2 separate regions of the Sus scrofa genome follow, and region 1 is linked to region 2. The links are chromatin contacts, called in public targeted proximity ligation maps. All regions are on one chromosome and are shown on one strand. The core of a region is the stretch at or near the end of the contact, and the rest is flanking DNA. Distances in the headings are between cores, read along the strand shown.

Region 1 (5,647 bases), core at 1,459-3,958, 360 kb before region 2:
CCGTCTCCATCATCAGCCTCATCAACCCCACCACCGCCATCGTCATCCTTAGGATTGGGAATTTGGGGTCCTGTCTGTAGCTGCCATTGGCTGGCAGGGGCTCTTGGGCTATGTTTCCTCCCAGTGATATGACAAGTATCTGCCACCAGGGGTGGTTTTTCCATGCCTCAAAACCGTTTGTTCCAATGCAGAAATAAACAACAGAGAGAAAGGAAGGAAAGGCAGGGGTCTGAAGGCCTCTCAGCAGCCTCCTCCCTGTTTAGCGACCCCCCCTCCTGGAGCCAGAATCTCCAGCCGACCTTCCCGCTTTATGTTCTAGAACGTAATGATCACGTAGTTGCAATGAAGCCCTCGGTGTTTTATGAACAGACTCAGTTGAACAGAATTTGCCCTCTTGTATAATCGGAGGAGTGGGAGAAATGACCTCTTCAAGGTGAGTGAGAAAGCCCAGGCTGAGTGTCTCAAAGGGGCACTTTCAGCCCTAGGAGTTAGCATCCCCCTTTCCCGTCCCCATACCCCAAACACTAAGAGGGCCGAACCAGCTGCTGTGATTTCTGTGTGTCCTACAGCCTGAGACATGACAGGGCATTGGGGTCTCTGGGGCCTTCCAGGGGCCAGCAGCCGCCAGCATCACGTCTCATCCCTGGCCCCTGGCCCCTGGCAGTTCTCTCTGCTCCATTCTGGAAGGGGAGGAGTCGTTTCCCCCATGACACAACACCCCACGTCTCTCTCAAGACATCCAAGTCACTGCCTTAGGCTGACAGCCCCAAACCACCTTGGAAAAGACTCCTGCGCTGCAAACTGGTCTCCCACCCCGGCTCTGCCTCCCCTCTAAAAGCAAGGTCAGATCGCGAACTCAGAGAATGCCAGAGTAAGAGAGTAGGCAGGGATCTCAGCGACCATGGCAGGCTCTCCCTTCACTCACAGTAGGAAAATAGGACCCAGAGAGGAGTAGTGACTTCTTCAAGGTCACACAGCAAATGGGTGGCTGAGGAATTGATGTCAACTTTGGGGGCGTCTTTTGTCCAATCCAACAGGACCTACTGCGGCCCCAGAAGCCAAGTGACAGAGATAGGAGGAGAAAGACATAAAGTCAGGTTCAGCAAAGAACTTGACTGTCTGCTCTCGTGTTTCTGACATGGACCGCTAAGGGCTCGAACTCCAGGTAACACAGCTTATAGGACTGAATGGGCGTTCTCCCCAAAGGAGACGGAAAGAGCATCTAAGTAGGAAGGAAAACCTACTCTGGCTCATCAAGAAGGGGAAATTCATCTGTAAATTAAAGTGTGAAGGATAATCCATTCGCCAGTGGCAACCGGGGCACGTCTCCTTCCAGGTGCAGAAATGTCACTGTGTATATACCCCCCCTCTTTTTTTGGTCTTTTTGCCTTTTCTAGGGCCGCTCCCACGGCATATGGAGGTTCCCAGGCTAGGGGTCCAATCGGAGCTGTAGCTGCCGGCCTACACCACAGCCACAGCAACACAGGATCCCAGCCGCGTCTGCGACCTACACCACAGCTCACGGCCATGCCGGATCCTTAACCACTGAGCAAGGGCAGGGATCGAACCTGCAACCTCATGGTTCCTAGTCAGATTCGTTAGCCACTGCGCCATGATGGGAACTCCAACATACATCATCTTATCTAATTCTTATTTCCATTCTATAAGGATGTCCCCCCCACCCATTGTATAAGAGAAGAAATTGAAGCTCAGAGAGGTTGTGTACCTTCCCATAGGTCACACAGCTCTTTGGTAGCACAGCCAGGTCTGGAACTACATATTTCATCTTGAAGGCAATGGTTTAGCCTTGAGATTTTACAAACTATAATGACTCTGGGGTTGTCCTTCTGCTCTCAGGTCCTTTTTGTCCTCATCTATTGGGCGAGGTGGCTGAACAAGATCTCTTAGGTCTTGTTAATTCTGTCTGTAATTCTAGGATTCCTCTTGATGGGCTCTAGGCATCCAGGGTTTGATTGTCAAGCTCCTTCCAGCTACCATCATCGGTGTGAGATGGACACCTTCTCCTTTCCTGACTCTAATCTTGGCCCGTAGAAGCAAAGGAAAACCAAGTAGGGGTTTTAACAACCATGAAGAAAATAATCGATGAATACGGCCAACTGGTCAACCCCAGGGAACACTGTTAACATTGTTCCACCTTACAGGTCAATGCCCTTGAACTTTGGGAAGCCGGTGGGAAGGGAAATGGGATCTCTTCCTTTTACCTGATGAGGACCTCCTGCCCATGGCCTGCGACATCAGCCTCCACCTTCCCCCAGACGTTCAGCACCAGCTGCCATTCCCGTCGCTGAGCCCCCATGGCACAGTCTGCAGAAGAGAAACAGAGCAAGTGCGGGCGTACTGGGCGTCCTGGCTCTGACAGCTGGGGTTTGAGGCTGCCCAGACCAAAGGGGTTTTATACCTTCCCAGATGCCCGACAGAGATCAGTTGACAGCTGCTCGCTCCCTCTCTCCCCTCCCCCTGTCCCCTCCTCTTTCATGCAGGGGTCTAATCTTTTCCTTTCTCTAGCCCTCACATGGAAGCTATTTTGGGGCAGGTGCCATTGTGGAGAGGTAGGACAACTCAGGCCACGGGGGTGGGTTTGTGTGGGTGGAAAGAGTGAGGAGGAGCTTGGGCCACTGTCTGGACTCTCCGAGGCCAACAGAAAGGGCACCACCGAGGCCAATGCCAACGGCCTGAAACCCAACTCCCCCTGCTGTCATCCTTCTCAAGAGGACCTGTCATGTTTCTAAGCCTGGACAGCAGGCACCCCGGCTGGCCCTGTAGGAGTCTCTTCGCCCACCTTCTGCCCTCACCTGTCATTCCAGTGGGAAGGGGCCTAGATGGTTTTCTGCTTAGAGCTGGGTGAACCCAGTCAGAATCATAACCTCTTGGAGCCTGGATTTTCCCACCCTACCCAGAAAACTCCTGGTTTAGTGGCCTGGCTCAAACATTTCCCTCTGAAAAGTTTTGCTTGTCATAACCTTCAAGGCACAATTAATTGCTTGCTCTTTCCATCTGCTTGCGTGCGTTCCTGTTGCTCACCGCATCACATTAGATGTCTTTGTTTCCATACCAGCTCCTGGCTTAGTATCATGGCAGCCAATATGCACAGAGACTTTGCCGGGTGCCAGGCCCTATTCCAAGCGCTGTACATTTGGTGACTCCTTTAGACCCCAATAGCCTTATGGGGTTGATTAAAAATGGCCGTCACCCCCATCGCATGGAGGGCAAGTTAGGGAAAGCTGCCATGGTTGCACAGCTAGTTGATGGAAGATTTGGGATTTGAACCCAGGAAGTCAGGCCCTGAATGTGTGCTCCTGAACATCTTACTTTTCATGTGGGCAGGAGCTTTGTTTTATTCATCTGTGTAACCTTTGGGCCTTACACAGTGTGTGTACCAATTTTGAACTGAATAAATGTTCATTGAAAAAAAAAAGAGGGATGGCCTTGCAAGGAAGGCAAGTGAAGGATGATTGGCCTTTATTTTCCATCCATCTATCCATCCATCCTTCCATCCATGCTTCATCTGTCTATCCACTCACCTATCATCCATCAATCTGTCCATCATTTATCCACCGACTCATCATCTACCCACCCACCCATCATCCATCGCTCATCCATCTACCCACCCATCCACCATCTGTCCATCTGTCCAACACACAGTTACTGAGTACCTACTGTGTGTGTGAGAAACTGTGATACTTGCTGAGGACACAAAACCAAATAAAACACTTCCTGGTGTTCAAGAAACTCAGTTTCCTGGAGAGATAAGTAAGAGAAATGAATTTAGGGTACAGTTTATTTAGTGCTCTGATCAAGGTCTGCACAGAACGTTAAGAGTTTACGAAGTGCCTCCTTGGGCAGAATTACATCTCGTCTCCACAAGGTCCCTGAAAAGTCACGCGCATCATCCCACCCTGCCGCTGTGGACCATGAGACTCAGAAAGGATGAGCAGGTGTCCTGGCCCTCCTGGGTCTGTTTCAGACATGTCAGTTATGCCGCCCCACAGTGTACAGCTCTTGCTAAAGATAACTGCCCTGCCCCAGCCCTGAGTCCTGTCCTCCCCGTAAACCTGCAGCTGATTGGACACGGGCTAGGACTTAACCCAAGGCAGCCAATGGCAGGGCTCCGTCAATAGCCAATGTCTATTAACTCCACTAATCAGATCCCTGCTTTGAAATGTGAAACAGGGGTGACCAGCAGCAGTTGGCTGGGTGGTGGGGAATGCAGGGTCAAAGAAGGTTTCATGGCCAGCACTGGGTAAGAACCCCCAACCGGGTAAGACCCAGCGCAACCTTGGGTCTCCATTCCAGTCTCTGTGAAGTCAGCTCCAATTGCAATTGGAGGATTACCACCGGCTGCCACTTCCTGTGTGACCCCTTGTGTATCCTTGAGTGAGCCCCGTTTATTTATTGCATCAGCTGATTCCTGACAACCCAAAGAGCCCAGAGGCACACAGGCTGCAGTCAGGCACCCCTTCTGGACAACATACTTCTAAAATTACACGTGAGGCTCCATGTTAACCCAGGAGGCCCAGCTGGTCAACCTCCAGAAGCCATCCAGCCTTCACAGTGGACGACACATTAGCAAAATAAGTAGCTAAATGTCAGGGGGCTTTTCTCGGGGGCTAGCATTCACTCATTTGTTCGTTCGCCAGCCTGGTACTGAGGGCCTCCTCTGTCCAAGCCTAGGGTCAAAGGGCAAGGCAACTGGGAGAACATCTGCTGAGGATTCAGTTCTTACTTGCTAGAGGGTGAGCCCAGCAGCGGAGAAGGGGAGGGCAGAAGGAAGAGAGGAAGGGGAGTTCCCTTCGTGGCTCAGCAGTCAACAAACCCGACTAGGATCCCTGAGGATGCAGGTTCGATCCCTGGCCTTGCTCCATGGAATGAGGATCTGGTGTTGCCATGAGCTGTGGTGTGGGTGGCAGACAGGGCTCAGATCTCCAATTGCTGTGGCTGTGATGTAGGCCAGCAGCTGTAGCTCTGATTTGACCCCTAACCTGGAACCTCCATATGCCTTGGGGTGGCAAAAAAAAAAAAAAAAAAAAAAGAAGAAGAAGAAGGAAGGGAGGAGGCAGCCAGGAGCTGCAGCCCCCTGCCCCCCTTGCCCTGACTGGTCACAGCCCTGGTGGCCCTTCGGTGACACCACTGAAAAAATCATCACTAGGTTCTGATCTAAATCTTCAGCCCTGGCCATGCCGTTTTCAAACACCCTCTAGCTGATGCCCTCTTGAGGACCTCGGAGTGACTCCGAGGGTCTCACAGGGCCAGTCGATGGATCATCACCCCTGGCTGCACAGAAACAAAGGCTCGGCAGGTTATGCACCTGCCCCCAGGCTGCTAAGAGGCAAAGCTAAATCCGAAACCCCAATCCTCAGCCTTTCATCTCCAGCCTCTTGAGTTGTCTGGGGACAGCCTGAGTCCTTAAAATCTCAACAACTTGTTACCAGCACTCAAGTGTTTAATATGAAGCTGTCACCCCCTTGGCGGGCACCCCTATTAACTGGCAAGTTCATGGAAACCTGTGGCTTTGAAGTTGATGAACCTTTTAAGTTTTACCTTTTAAGCTAATAGGAAGGAACCAGCATCTGTTTGTACTTAACACATCTCTACAACAGAACTGGCGGTACCTAGCGGTTGCTATGGC
Region 2 (5,427 bases), core at 1,692-4,191:
ACCCCTAGCCTGGGAACTTCCATATGCCGCAGATGTGGCCCTAAAAAGACCAAAAAAAAAAAAAAAAAAAAAAGAAAGAAACAAAAAATAGTCTTGCTTTATTTGCAGATATCCTTGATGAAACAGTAAAATCATTATTTTTATTACAGCTTGATCCTTGAGCAAATGACTGTCTAAATTCTGTGTAATGGAGTCAGACATATGCATACAGCAATTCTGTTCCATCAAAATACCATGGTTATCTCTAGGAAAGGCGCTTACGTAATTGTTTGAGGTGCAGGTGAAACCAGCTGTTTTTCACAGAACACCGTTTTTACTTGGTGTTCTGAAAAAAAAATTGTGGTTCTTCAGATTTGGATACTTGGCAGACATCTTGGAATGAAGGCGGTGACTCTTGTCACTGAAAGCAAAACAACTGACAGTACTTGTTGCCAATGACAAAATTCAAGCTTTTGAGCAAAAACTAAAATGCTGAAAATTTCACAGTGTGGATTTGACAGTGTGTCGATTGTAACAGAACTTGCTGGTGAGATCCATGGTGATATATCAAGGGTGATATTAATCATGACATTTTTCGTTATAGTGTAATGAAATATGTCAGTGTTTCAGAGTCAGTGACCCAGTATTTTCCACAGGACCAACGCATGATGTTACAGAATGGTACACGGATAAAAGACCTATTAAAAAGGCAAGAGAGGATCAGTGGATTTTAACATAACAGTAAGAAAGTTCCGTTGATAGGATTTCAGATTCCGTATTGCAACTAACCTTTAAGAAACTACCACTTGTTGAATTTTCATGTAGTATTAAAGGTGAATATTCACAATTTTCTGCAAGGACTATTAAAATACTCCTCCTCTTCCACGTACATAGTTGTGTGAGGTCTGATTTTCTTCATAAACTTCAACCACAACAGTATATTGCAACAGATTGACTGTGGAAGCAAAGATGAGAATCAAGCTGTTTTCTATTTAAACCAGCCAATAAAAAGATTTGCAAAACTGTAGAAAATTGCCACATTGCTCACTGTTAATTTTTGTTTTGGGAAACTTAGCTATCTTTTCAGAAAAAAAAAATTCAAATGTAATGAGTATTCTTTTTTTTTTTTTTAGGGCTGCACCCTCGGCATATGGAGGTTCCCAGGCAAGGGGTCAAATCAAAGCTGCATCTGCTACCTACACCACAGCTCACGGCAACACTGGATCTTTAATCCACTGAGCAAGGCCAGGGATCGAACCTGCAATCTCATGGTTCCTAGTCGGATTCGTTTCCACTGAACCATGATGGGAACTCCCTCTACTTTTCTTTAAAATTAATATAAAAGTATTTAAAATATTCTTACTTTTCATTCCTTTCTCTTTTTTGGGCCGTGTTTATGGCAAGACCTGAGGCACTACAGTGACAATACTGGATCCTTAACCCACTGAGCCACAAGGGAATTCCACTTTTAATATCTAATACAGTAACCATTCAGGTCCAAGATGTGGCTCAGATCCCGCATTGCTGTGGCTCTGGTGTAGGCTGGCGGCTACAGCTCCAATTGGACCCCTAGCCTGGGAACATCCATATGCCGTGGGTGCGGCCCTAAAAAAGACAAAAAGACAAAAAGACAAAAAAAAAAAAAAAGATTGCAAAGAGAATCTAAGGACGAAACATTTGATTAATGCAAGCAAAGAGCAGTCAGCAGCAAATTGGAACAAGAGAAGAGATTTTGTTCTCAAAAGATCCTTCTAGAAGCAATGTGGAAGCCAGGTGAAAGTGGAACCAGGTTGCAGGCAGGTACTCCAGCCAGGGAATGAAACGTGATGAGGAGAGAATAATGAGTGTAGCAACCGGGATGGGAGAGGAAAGGATTTGGAGAAGGAATATTCCAGAAGTAGAAATGTCAGGATGTGCTGATTATCCACCCCTGCCCTACCATTATTCCTACCTCAGCAAGCATCACTTTCATCTGTATTCTTTTTAGTCTTGGCTGATGGTCAAGTGGGCATCAAGCTTAATGTGCCCCAAAATAGACCCGATTTCCGCTACCCCAGACCTGCTTATTTTACAGTTGGGAAAACCAAGGCTCACAGAACTTAAGAACTAACCAGGGTCCTGTGTATAAACAGAAACAAGATCGGTGCCCTGGTCTCAGGTTTGCTTGTTTCTAAAACTTAGGCTCCTTCCCTGACCCCAGCCTCCCTGTCTTCATGCATGGTGGGGGCCTTTGGGGCCCGAGGTGCATGCAGTTTCTGATGAACTCACTGAAAGGCCCATAGGGTCAGGGGACCAGGGGCTGTCTGTTGACCTTCCAGGCAGAGCTGGAATCTGAGGACACCAGTTTGGTCCAAAAGCCCTGGCTGGGGAGTTGGTAAAGGGGAAAATATTTTTAACAAAATCCTAAGAGGTGTTGGTTTTTTTATCCCGATCTTCTGCTATCCCTCCAGTCTGCCCTGGCCAGTGTCAGTCACTGCGGCTCAAATTAAGCCTCATTAACGGAGAGGCAAGGCCTGGTGATCCCCGGGTGATTTAACCACAGAGTCCTTGAAAACATCAGACCCTGGGGACTCACAAGGGCTGCCTTCCAGTCAGACATCACAGAGTGGTCTGCAGAGGCCAAAAGAAGCTACATCAGGAAAAAGGGAGAGAGGCACGATCAATCTAAAGACCTTTTTATTCTGGGACTAAAGTGAGGCGGGCAGAGGTCGAACAAGCCTGGCTCCAAAGAACTCCCAGCCGGGCTAGGAAACGAGACGGTCACGTGACCGGCGTCCCCTCGGCTGTCCATGCAAATGAAACCGCGACCGCAGTATTACCCCGAATCGCAAGCTCTGGAGGTCCCTACCCATTTCATTACTGGGAGCGCCGCGTTTTCCTTGCATTTTCCAAGAACGCGCAGGGGTGCGGACACATGCTGGAGTCGCGGCCCGCGCGCTGCCTGCGGGCGGAGCGCCCCCTAGAGGCCGTCGGCTGCCGGCTCCCTCCCGCTGCGTAAAGAGGTGCTGGGGCTCCGCTCTGCTTAGGAGGCGCGGGAGCCCCGGAAAGCCCGTCCAAACGGTACCTTTTGAATGAGAGGGAGAGGAAACGGCTTCCCTTTGTGTTACCCTCTGAACCATAGTAAAGCGGCCAGGGATCCGAAAGGTTGTTTCCTATCCGTTTCCCCTATTTCTTCCGAGGTGGGATGGGGCGCGGCGCGGGCGGGGGGGGGGGGGGGATGCTGCCAGGAAGGGTTTGAGGGTGAGCGGCCCATGTGCTTCACTGTCTCCTTCTCCAGGCGCTCAGGGCAGGGAAATCTACAGCTCCCTCTGAAAGCTGGAGATCTGAGACCCCAGAGTTCCAGCATCCAGCACGGGGAGGGAGCAGGAGGAGAGACTATTTACTGACCGTTCCCTGTGGGCCACTGTTATAAGCACTTTTCACATATGCCTGCGCCTTTGATCCGCACAGCAACGGTATGAGGCAGATACTGCTATCAGCCCCATTTCACAGTCAGGCTTGGGGAGGTTAAGTGATTGCCCGATGTCCCACAGCTACTGAGGGCAGAGCAGGGTTCAAGTCCAGGCGAGGTGGCCCTGCAGGCCCGCTCTTCCTCACCGGGAGCTGGTTGTGAGGAGGCCCTCTGGCCTGAGGCCCCCACCCCCCGGAGGCTGGCCGGGAGGAACACAGGTTGAAATGATGACCGTTGTGGTCCGATTTATGTCTCAGGGGAGGCTATGGGCTCAGTTGATCAAACACTAGGTGTTGGTGTGAAGTATTTCATAGATAATGATTAATCTACAATCAGTTTACTTTTCGTCTTTTCCTTTGAAGGGCCATATCTGTGGCATATGGAAGCTCCCAGGCTAGGGTTGGAATCAGCGCTGCATCTGAGGCCTAGGCCACAGCCACAGCAACTGCCACATCCACTCGTGTTTGTGACCTGTGCCACAGCTTGCAGCAACACAGGATCCTTAACCCACTGAGGGAGGCCAGGGACGGAACCCGAATCCTCATGGGTACTAGTCAGGTTCTTAACCCGCTGAGCCACAATGGGAACTCCTGGGAAGGCTTTGAGAGCAGAACTGAAGCTTCGTTGAAGAAGAAATTCCACCCATGGACCGCAGTTGCAGCTCATGTTTGAGAGTCCCTGCCTTCCTGACAACCTGCCCTAGAGATTCTGGGCATGCCTACCAGCTCCCACAACTGCATAAATCAATTCCTTGCAATACATCTCTCAATATCCTACTGGTCATGTTTCCCCTGTTGAATCCCGAATGATGCAGTGAACAAAGACCACGTAGAGGCCTGTGAGGATGGGTGATCACACCCCTCCCTAGGACATGCTTCAGGGGGCGTCCCCTCCAATGGCTAGCTGCCATCCTGGGGACAGCTGGAAAATCCCCAATGGAATGAGATAAGAAATTTAGCTCAGATATTGAAAAAGGAAGGAAGAGACATTTTTGCACTCCCAAGTGTATGGGCCAAGTAGATCCACACCTGTTACACCATTGAAACACCCTGTAGCTACTTCAGGGTGCCAGAAAGGAACAGGGAGACAATCGTTTTCTATAATACTATTCCTAACCCAACCTGAGAGTATAACTAAGCGTAGCAACTACGTTGTGGTAAGAGAGTATTGTGTGGCCAGTGTTGCGTTTTACTTACATTATCTAACTTACTGCTTACAACAACTTTATGGAGGAGAGATGGTTTTGAGCTCCATCTGCAATAGAGGCACTGAGACCTGGAAAGATGAAATGATCGCCCCAGTGTTTCATAGCTGGTGAGTGAGAATCAGGGTCCAAGACCCAGCCGGAGCTCCCTGGTGGCCTAGGGGTTAAGGACTCAGCATTGTCACTGCTGTCGCTTGGGTTTGATCCCTGGCCCGGGAACTTCCACATGCCATGGATGTGGCAAAAAAAAAAAAAAAAAAAAAAAAAAAAGAAAGAAAGAAAAGAAAAGGAAAGAAAGACCTGGCCCTATTTGCCCCCCAAAATTGCACCTTAACTACTCTGCTATACTGGTCTCTAGCACAAATGACTGGAATTCCCTTCAGACCCAGCATTTCTCCTTCCAAGCTCCCAGAGACTCATAGGTGCTCCTCAGCCACCACAAGAGACCTCTTTTCTCCCTCCTGGCATCTGTCCTGTGTCCTTTGATCCTCCCCACGAGGATGCTGCCAGCCTCTGGCAGTGTCTCTGCTCCAGAGGTGACGCGGATAATGCTGACGAAGATGCTGATGGCCTAAGGACTGGGTCACTGCTGCTGCTACGCTGGACTCCAGTAGTCCTACCCAGTGGTCACTCCCTCCTCCTTCTTCCTGACTTGCAGTGCTAGTCACAACAGCCAAAAGGTGAAGAAAACCCAGGGGTCCATCAGCTGATGAACGGAGGGACAAAAATGTGATATATCCACACTATTCAACCATAAAAAGGCATGAAGTACTGATACGCACGCCGACAGGGA

The links.
Region 1: a targeted proximity ligation map of skeletal muscle shows a contact between it and region 2, with 3 times the contacts expected there. A contact is called at or near these places in 9 of 47 Hi-C or Micro-C datasets (embryonic fibroblasts, fetal heart ventricle, heart right ventricle and 3 more) and 1 of 2 datasets of targeted methods (skeletal muscle).

Annotation. Positions count from the first base shown.
Region 1 is chr5:11,957,667-11,963,313 of Sscrofa11.1, reverse strand. LOC110260651 (a long non-coding RNA gene) reads right to left here. Exons shown (of 2, transcript XR_002343916.1): 2 at 2,226-3,759. Among named protein-coding and RNA genes, the nearest start is that of SYN3, 57 kb to the left of the region's middle.
Region 2 is chr5:11,602,230-11,607,656 of Sscrofa11.1, reverse strand. No RefSeq gene overlaps it. Among named protein-coding and RNA genes, the nearest start is that of RBFOX2, 200 kb to the left of the region's middle.